Regions from separate parts of the Gasterosteus aculeatus genome. Here region 1 is linked to region 2. The links are chromatin contacts, called in public Hi-C maps. All regions are on one chromosome and are shown on one strand. Each heading gives the region's core, a stretch centred on a gene start, on an enhancer-like site or on the middle of the called end of the contact. The rest is flanking DNA. Distances are from core to core; before and after follow the strand shown.

Region 1 (3,502 bases), core at 627-3,126, 72 kb after region 2:
ATCTTTTTTTAAAGATCAAATCTCTTCTTACTCCCAGATGATCTTGATAGAAATGGCAAACAGTGTCAGTTTACTCTCATTCTTCAAAAAAAACAAGATTTTGTCAGCCATAAAATGGATGGAAAATGTATTCTCCAATATTACATGAATATTTATGTGTTTGAACGTGTGTGTGTGTGTGTATAGTTTATAAAATATTGAAAAAAGGTTCCTAGGCAAACTGTGGCCTCCAACATTTGGAAATCCGTCATAATTAGTTGATTGATACAATCCAGGGAGTGTGACCTTCTAGTGGAATCAATTGGACCCAAACACAGACCAACAAGAATTGACTAATTACGGTCTCACGTCCCGTACCCGTCTCTAATGGCGGAGCAGTCAGGATCTTCATTAAGTAGTCGCGGAACTTGATTACCCGACACATGCACCTGTAGATGGACGCGGCAATGGACCCATTTATCCAGTTACACAGATGTGGGGAACGTTCTCTAATGTTCTTCCTGAGGAGGATCAATCTGAGCTGCTCTGCTGATGGATAGACGGAGCCTAGATAACTGGGGCAACAGATGGGAGGAGAGAAATGAGGTGGAAAAAATATATAATGAAAGGTAAGGAAAGAAGAGAGGGGATGGAAAAAAAGGAATGGAAGGAAATGTAAGAGAAAAATAAATAAGATAAGAAAGGAAACAGGAATTAAGTGAAAAGGGGAAAGAAACATAAGAGAAAAGAAAGAAAATTAAAAGACAAGAAAGTATATTGAATTGTTTTAAGTTGTTTTGGAAGAAATGAAAGAACCACATCACTAGACACACACACACACACACACACAACAAGTGATGAAAGATATTGCAGCAGAGTCAAAACATTCCCTGTGGCTCTGCTTACAGTTTGAGGAAGAAAGATTGAACTTGAATGGTTGACAATCCTTCAACCATTCTTTCCTCAAAAAAAAGATGAGGTTGAGGTAGGAAATAACGACAGTGACTTGTTAATACAGGACAGGTTAGAGGTCCGAGGTCAGAGTGAGTGAGAATAGGAGGCTGGTTGATGGTTGAGGCCGACGTCTACGCTGCTTCCAGGTCAGACTTGCGGCTGCACGGCTGCAGGGCACTGAATCATTCCACATACAGCGCGGCTGATCCACAGGCACAAGAACAAAATGAAAAGCTTCGAAAGTAATCTTCAAGATAATAGACTTGCTCTGGCCAGAGGTGGATCAATAGCGGCCTCGGCTCGGGCAGGCGGGGAAAAAAAAGAGACGTTTTCCTTTTTCGTCTGCTGGAGATGTATCTTAACCTCGTCCATTACCAAGATGAAAGTAGGGCAGCACAGTGCAGTCCAAAGGCATTCATCTCTGTCTCCATGATATTACAGCCAGTCTTTACTCCTGCCTCCCTCCCCCTTCCTCCACCACACGCTGTGCCTCTCTGTTGCATGGCAAGGATGGATGGAAAGTGTCTAAAAGAGGTTCGCTTGTTATGAGAGTTCATTATCTTACACACTGAGGGAGGAAGGGACACAGTGAGATGTTCACATGGGGGAATCCCATGGACTGTAGGGAGTTACTCAAAGCATTGAAAAGGGGGGCAGGAGGGATGCTGGTCCCAAAAAAAAGCAGGTCAAGAGGGTCAAACACAAAACACAACACAGTATTCATAGCAGGCAGACACCACCACAATGCCAGAGTGGGAAAAGAAGTGTACTTTATTGTACCAGCAACTGTTCCACTGTTATGGAAATGCTTGTTTAAAAAGGTGAATTGTTGGTTTTGTGTCGCCCCTGGTAAAGCTTTGTTGTCCTCCCTGACAGACACTTGAACTAAGCAGGAGCAAAGTTGATCTCTCCCAGTATGTGTGTGTGTGCGACGAGCGTGTATCTGCTCTGAAATTGTGTGTCGGTGAATGTGCACACACTGCTGTTTGTCCCCTATCGGTATGCTGCCAATTGTCAGACTGGAAGCAGGCTCTTTCAAATCAAGAACAAAAGGCTCTGGTTCGCCCGCTGCAGATACGCCGCTTTCCTCTTGAATGAAGCAAAGCCAGTGGTGCAAAGACAAAGCGTGAATAAATGGGAAGGGGAGGCGGGTTGGGGGGGGGGGCACAAAAAAAGGATTTATCAACTCATGTTAGCATAGTTATCTCAAGAGGTGTGAAGAAAGAGGGAGATCCAGAAAGAAGAGGCGTAGAAGGGGGGCGTACGGAAAGAAAGAGCGCAACTGTAAGTAGAGAGGGGAAACGTTCCCATGGCCGCTGCCCTTATTTCTTCCCCCCCGGACGGTTGCTATGGTTTGGAGAGGAGTTCTGGCTGCGTCTCGTGTGGTCGCTGGTACAGTGTGACCCGGTCCAGATGGCCTGGTTCTCTTTCTCCTCGGTGTCTGCAGCTCACTGCGGGGACTGTGACAGACGCACAGCAGAGCTAACGGCCCACAGGGAGGACAGAAACACACACGCACACACACACACAAGCAGAAACCGACGCGTTTACAGACGACGGATTCGTCAGAGGGAGAAACGGGGAGAAATAAATGTTAGGACAAATACATCAGTATGTATGTTGTTCAGTCGTTTACATTATGGGGCCTGGATCACAAGGAAAAAGCAAAACAACACAAATGGTGTGTTCTATTTGTATTATTGATGTGGAAAATCTAAAAGACACGAAGAAACAAAGGAAACAAAAGAATGTGGACAAAATCCATAATAGATTACTGTCTTGAAATGAGGGGAAGAAAAGTGTATCCAAACCGAGCAGCTTAAAAACACAAACAGATAAGTGATGAATATCATACAAAACATAGATTGCTGAGTAGTGAGGTAAAGGTTTCACGCATGAATGGTTTGATAAAGATATCAATCACCTGGGCAGAGCTTAAAGCAGCACTGACCCCTTCGATTTTCTACCACAGCTCCTCATCTATCTGTCTTAACACTCGTTTGAAAGAGTGGCCCCCACTTCCTGTCGAGCGTGAAATGTGACATGGAGAGCTTCATCATTAGCTCCTGAGCGTCTGAACGTGAACTGTTGTCTGCCAGCTGCTCCTCTCCTCACACTTCTCTCAGCGCCACAGGTGCATCCCTCCAGTCCATCCAGCCCTCGAACACCTCGGCCCCGCAGCAGACTGGCTCCTGCCCTGCAATTCCCATGCTCATCTATTATCACTGACACACAGGGGCCGCACTTTGCCTCCAAGCTGGTAACAAGCTGCCAAAACATGTGGGATCTTCTCAGTCCCTCACCTTTGCTCTGTTATTGCCTGTAGAAGACATGCATCACCGTTTATATACTGTATATATATACATATGTATATATTTCACGATATATTTTTCCCGTTCACTTCTCATTCACCATTCATTTAATTTAGCTGAAGCTCCTCCACCTCTTCTCTCCGCTGAAATCACTCCAGGATACGGTGGAATTTCATGCAGAGGATCTAGCTTTAATTGGATAATTAAGAAAAGCCAGATGAGGCATTAATTGTCCTTGCTGGGAGGAGAATTGCCCA
Region 2 (3,860 bases), core at 906-3,405:
GTCATGATAAGAGGCAGAACAAAGCCTTTGTAGAGCGAGAGGAGTCTATTAACGCCCTGCTAACCCTGGTACACAGGCACGTGTCTTCATTAACCACTGGCTGATTAACACAGTAGCTCTTATATTCAACTCAACACAAGGTGATTTAATGTGAATGTTACGGGATAAATTCCTCTCCCTTGGTGCTCTTTTGTGATGCAGCGTAATAAATGCTATTGATCCAGCTGTTAGGTAGACAGTCATTCAAGGGAGATACAGGATACCTTTTCAGTTGTGAATGAACATTTTCAAGAGATGTTTTTTGGGCCTTTGTTAAAGTAACCAGCGGACTCAAAGCTGCAAAACATGTAAGGAGCTTGACTTAACATTCTTTATTCCCCTAAGAAGATCACAACCAATATAGTCTGATTCATTTCATAGCAGTGCTGTTACTACATCGTAAGGCTTCAATTGCTCATAAGATAATATGTATATATAGTATAATGCACATTTAATAATGCTTAAAAGGCGTTATGGACGTATTCTATTACACATTTCTAAAAGAGTAACTTCTGATATGGTACTTTTACCGGACTTCAACAGACACGTGTGCTTCAGTTAGTGACAATTTGAATATCAGGTTTAACAAAAGTTTACTGCTGCAGTTTAAATATGAAGTTCAAAATGTCAATGAGAGGATACAAAAAGTTCAAAGTACAATGGTCCCTGAGAGAAGAGACATGGATGATATATACGAGGATTAGGGACATTAAACGAAGGCGTTCCCCACATTCTCTCAAAGACACTACTTCATTACTGTTCATAAGGATTATTTATTTGTGCATGGTTGATTATAATGTTTGTCACATTATGTCCAATTATCTTATGTATCAGTATTTAACCAAAATTGGCCTTTTCTGTTTAAAACGATGAAATTACCTCTTCGTTTAACTCTAGATGAGTGACATTTCAGACAGTAGGAAGCACACAACCACTGTTCACTAACACAGAATTACCCAGCAGTCTGTTTTGCTCCTGGCTTGTTATGGGATGGCTGTTAACTCGATGTCAAACATATAACACATCAGGTACAATAAACTCTTCTGTGTGCAGATATATATCAATGAGCTCATCATTCTGCTGTGCAGATCTGACAGTACTGACTGACACAACTCTAATTAATCATTTCCTTCCTACAGTCTCCATCTTCTGGTTTATGCATGATGTGATTCACAGCCTGAGTGCTGAGAAGTGCTGAGGTGCCAAAATCACACCAAATAAATAACATTCCTCTAAAAATGAATTCAATCGAGTTGTGGCAAAAAGAAGTATGCGAAGAAAAATAAGGATACGTAATTAAGGCCCACACAGATGCTAAACTGGCATTAGGGTGTGTGTGTGGGGGGGGGGGGGGGGGGGGTATATTCGTCAAGGTGTCATTCCATTTGTATTTATTTAGGATGAGGATCATCCCACCCAAAGAAAATGTTAGGATATGGATTGTTCACTATGACACGACATATACAGTAGTGTTTCTTTGCCAGAGTAGCATGTCGCTCCATTGCAATCAGTAAAAGTGAGGCCGCCTTTGGGCCAGAATGAAACATGTGACTTAAAATGCCCCCCCCCCCCCACCTCCGGTGACTATTGAAGAATAACAATGAGTGCGTCTTCATCGAATTACCTCCAGTCTGTGGATCCGCCACGCCGTGCAGCTCGATCAGAGTTTCCTCCTGCGCCTCTCCCGTTATTCGTCTCATAGCGGCCGGCGGTGTTATTCTCAAAGGCTTCACCTCCTCGCAGGAGCGGGGGGAGGCGGGGGGAGGATGAGCGGCGATGACGACATCGGCGGGATCACACGCGGGACTCGATCAGTGCGATTCACGTCGTCGGACGGAATGCGCGTCGCATGTGTACATCACGGAGGGGTCCTGGAGGAAGGGTTCATACCCTGCTGGGCTCCCTGGCGCTACCCGACGACAGCGGGCACGCATAAAGGGGAGGGTCACGGCTTGTTTTCCGTCGGCAAAATGGCATTTGTGTGCGTGCGCGTGTGTCTGAGAGAGAGGGGGGGGGGGGGGGGGGGGGTGAGTAGATATTGTTTAAACCTATTTAGCGTGATTAGAAAGGAGAGCGCGTGGTAGAGACGGCAAACAGCAGTAGAGGAGCAGGTCACCTGAGATATTTAAATTTAAAAAAAAAGGAAAACTCCAACACGAGGACACTGACGGTGCAAGAGGACATCTTGTGGCTATTTCCAATACTGCACGCGTCTACTTGATATTGTTAAATTACCTGACGTTTAACAGGAAAGTAAACTATGGTTTCATCATTTTCACGAATGCAAATCGGTACCACATGAGAGATACATGTTTTAAGTATTTTCTAAAAATTTGCTCAGTCAGCTGCTGTTTACTTTTTTCCTCCTCCAGTATTTACCAATCAGTTAATAAAACAGTCATTGAATGAAAAATACCGCAAGTTAAATCGCCAAAGCAAAATTAATAATTTATTACCCTTTATGATGACGTCGTGACATACGTACCTGCAGACATTTTCATAACCTGGCAACTTAAATGTTCAGTGTTTTATAGGCCTAAGTGATAAAGAACATATGATGTATCAACCAATAAAAACGGTATAAACTAGTAACCCTAAAACCTTAAGTTGAGCAAAATATATTAAGTAAACAGTCTCCCCATCTAAGTGGTCCCTTAGTATTTATTTATTACAACTGACTAGGCACTCACACCATGCAGCTTATTTTGAATTATTCATATACGGCTTGCTCGTGTTCTCCAGCCGGCGGCCAATCAGGGTACTTTCTTGTTGTCTTGAAAACTGCTAACAGTTATGTTTTTTGTAATTAGACCAAATGCTTGGGAACAACTGGTTTACACAATGTGTAAAAGATACAAATTGTATATGAAACTATGTCAGTGTACAATTTAAATCTGAAATGTGTAGTGGAGTAGGCCTACAGGAAAGAAGTATAGCATTACATGGAAGCAATGAGGTCAAATTCATCAAAACAGTGTGCGCTTAAGACCCCACATGCAGGGTACGTCAAGTAGCACAAATGTTCACTAACGTAAAATCACAGACTAAGTTGACATATTAGACTGGATATTGTGTAAAATGGTTATAGATGCCTACAGAGGCCCATAGTAATGTCGTTGTTTCAGGACATCACCGTGGCCATCTTTCTGTATTTTGTGACGTTGAGAGAGAGACTTTATATTATGACAAATATAACTGTCTGTAATAGACTTAATCGCAAAAGTCTAGAAATAATCTGCTTATAGATACTGTATCAATGTATGTATTATGGATCCCTCTGGGTCTGAAATGAATAAATATATATATTGGGCATTGCTCTATGTATATACATATATAAACTACAATGGTTGATCAACCCTAACCTATTCCTAAATATACAGCCAAATGTTGATATAAAGTGTATACAGATTAAAATTATTTAAGGCACTGAAAATATTGAGTTATATATATATATTTTATTTTAGTTTAGCTTCAAAATGCATATGTCGTCCACAAGGGGGAGATCGTGTACAACTTTAACAACCGCTGCTTTGTTGCAGCTGAGTGCTCGAGGTCTCCCTTGTTTATTTTTCATATTAAATTCACGTGTCGAACCATGAACATAAAAAGATTCCTACTCACAGAATCATATGATAATGTTGTCAAATAATTATGAATCAATAAAACAGCTGCCATGTGTCCATTGTGATCCGAATGGTTGTCATGTTGTTTCATCATCTATATATTTGGCTGCCTTGCTCCAATCATTTATCCGGTTTATTGTTAGAAACATTATCAATAGCCTGATATTACATACCATTTCCGTTTGGGACGTCTAAATG

Evidence for each region. A called contact is a pair of places that touch in the nucleus more often than the background predicts.
Region 1: a contact with region 2 is called in a Hi-C map of tail fin, with 4 times the contacts expected there. The contact joins the enhancer-like site here to the promoter of ano5b in region 2. A contact is called at or near these places in 4 of 6 Hi-C or Micro-C datasets (skeletal muscle, tail fin and whole body).

The regions. Positions count from the first base shown.
Region 1 is chr12:10,490,380-10,493,881 of fGasAcu3.hap1.1, forward strand. No RefSeq gene overlaps it. Among protein-coding and RNA genes, the nearest start is that of cilp, 8.6 kb to the right of the region's middle. Within about 2 kb of position 1,877, at least 1 of the 9 cell types and tissues checked has open chromatin away from gene starts, as enhancers often do.
Region 2 is chr12:10,417,712-10,421,571 of fGasAcu3.hap1.1, forward strand. It overlaps ano5b (anoctamin 5b), which reads right to left and starts at 2,156. Exons shown (of 20, transcript XM_040201349.2): 1 at 1,664-2,156. The coding sequence starts at 1,739.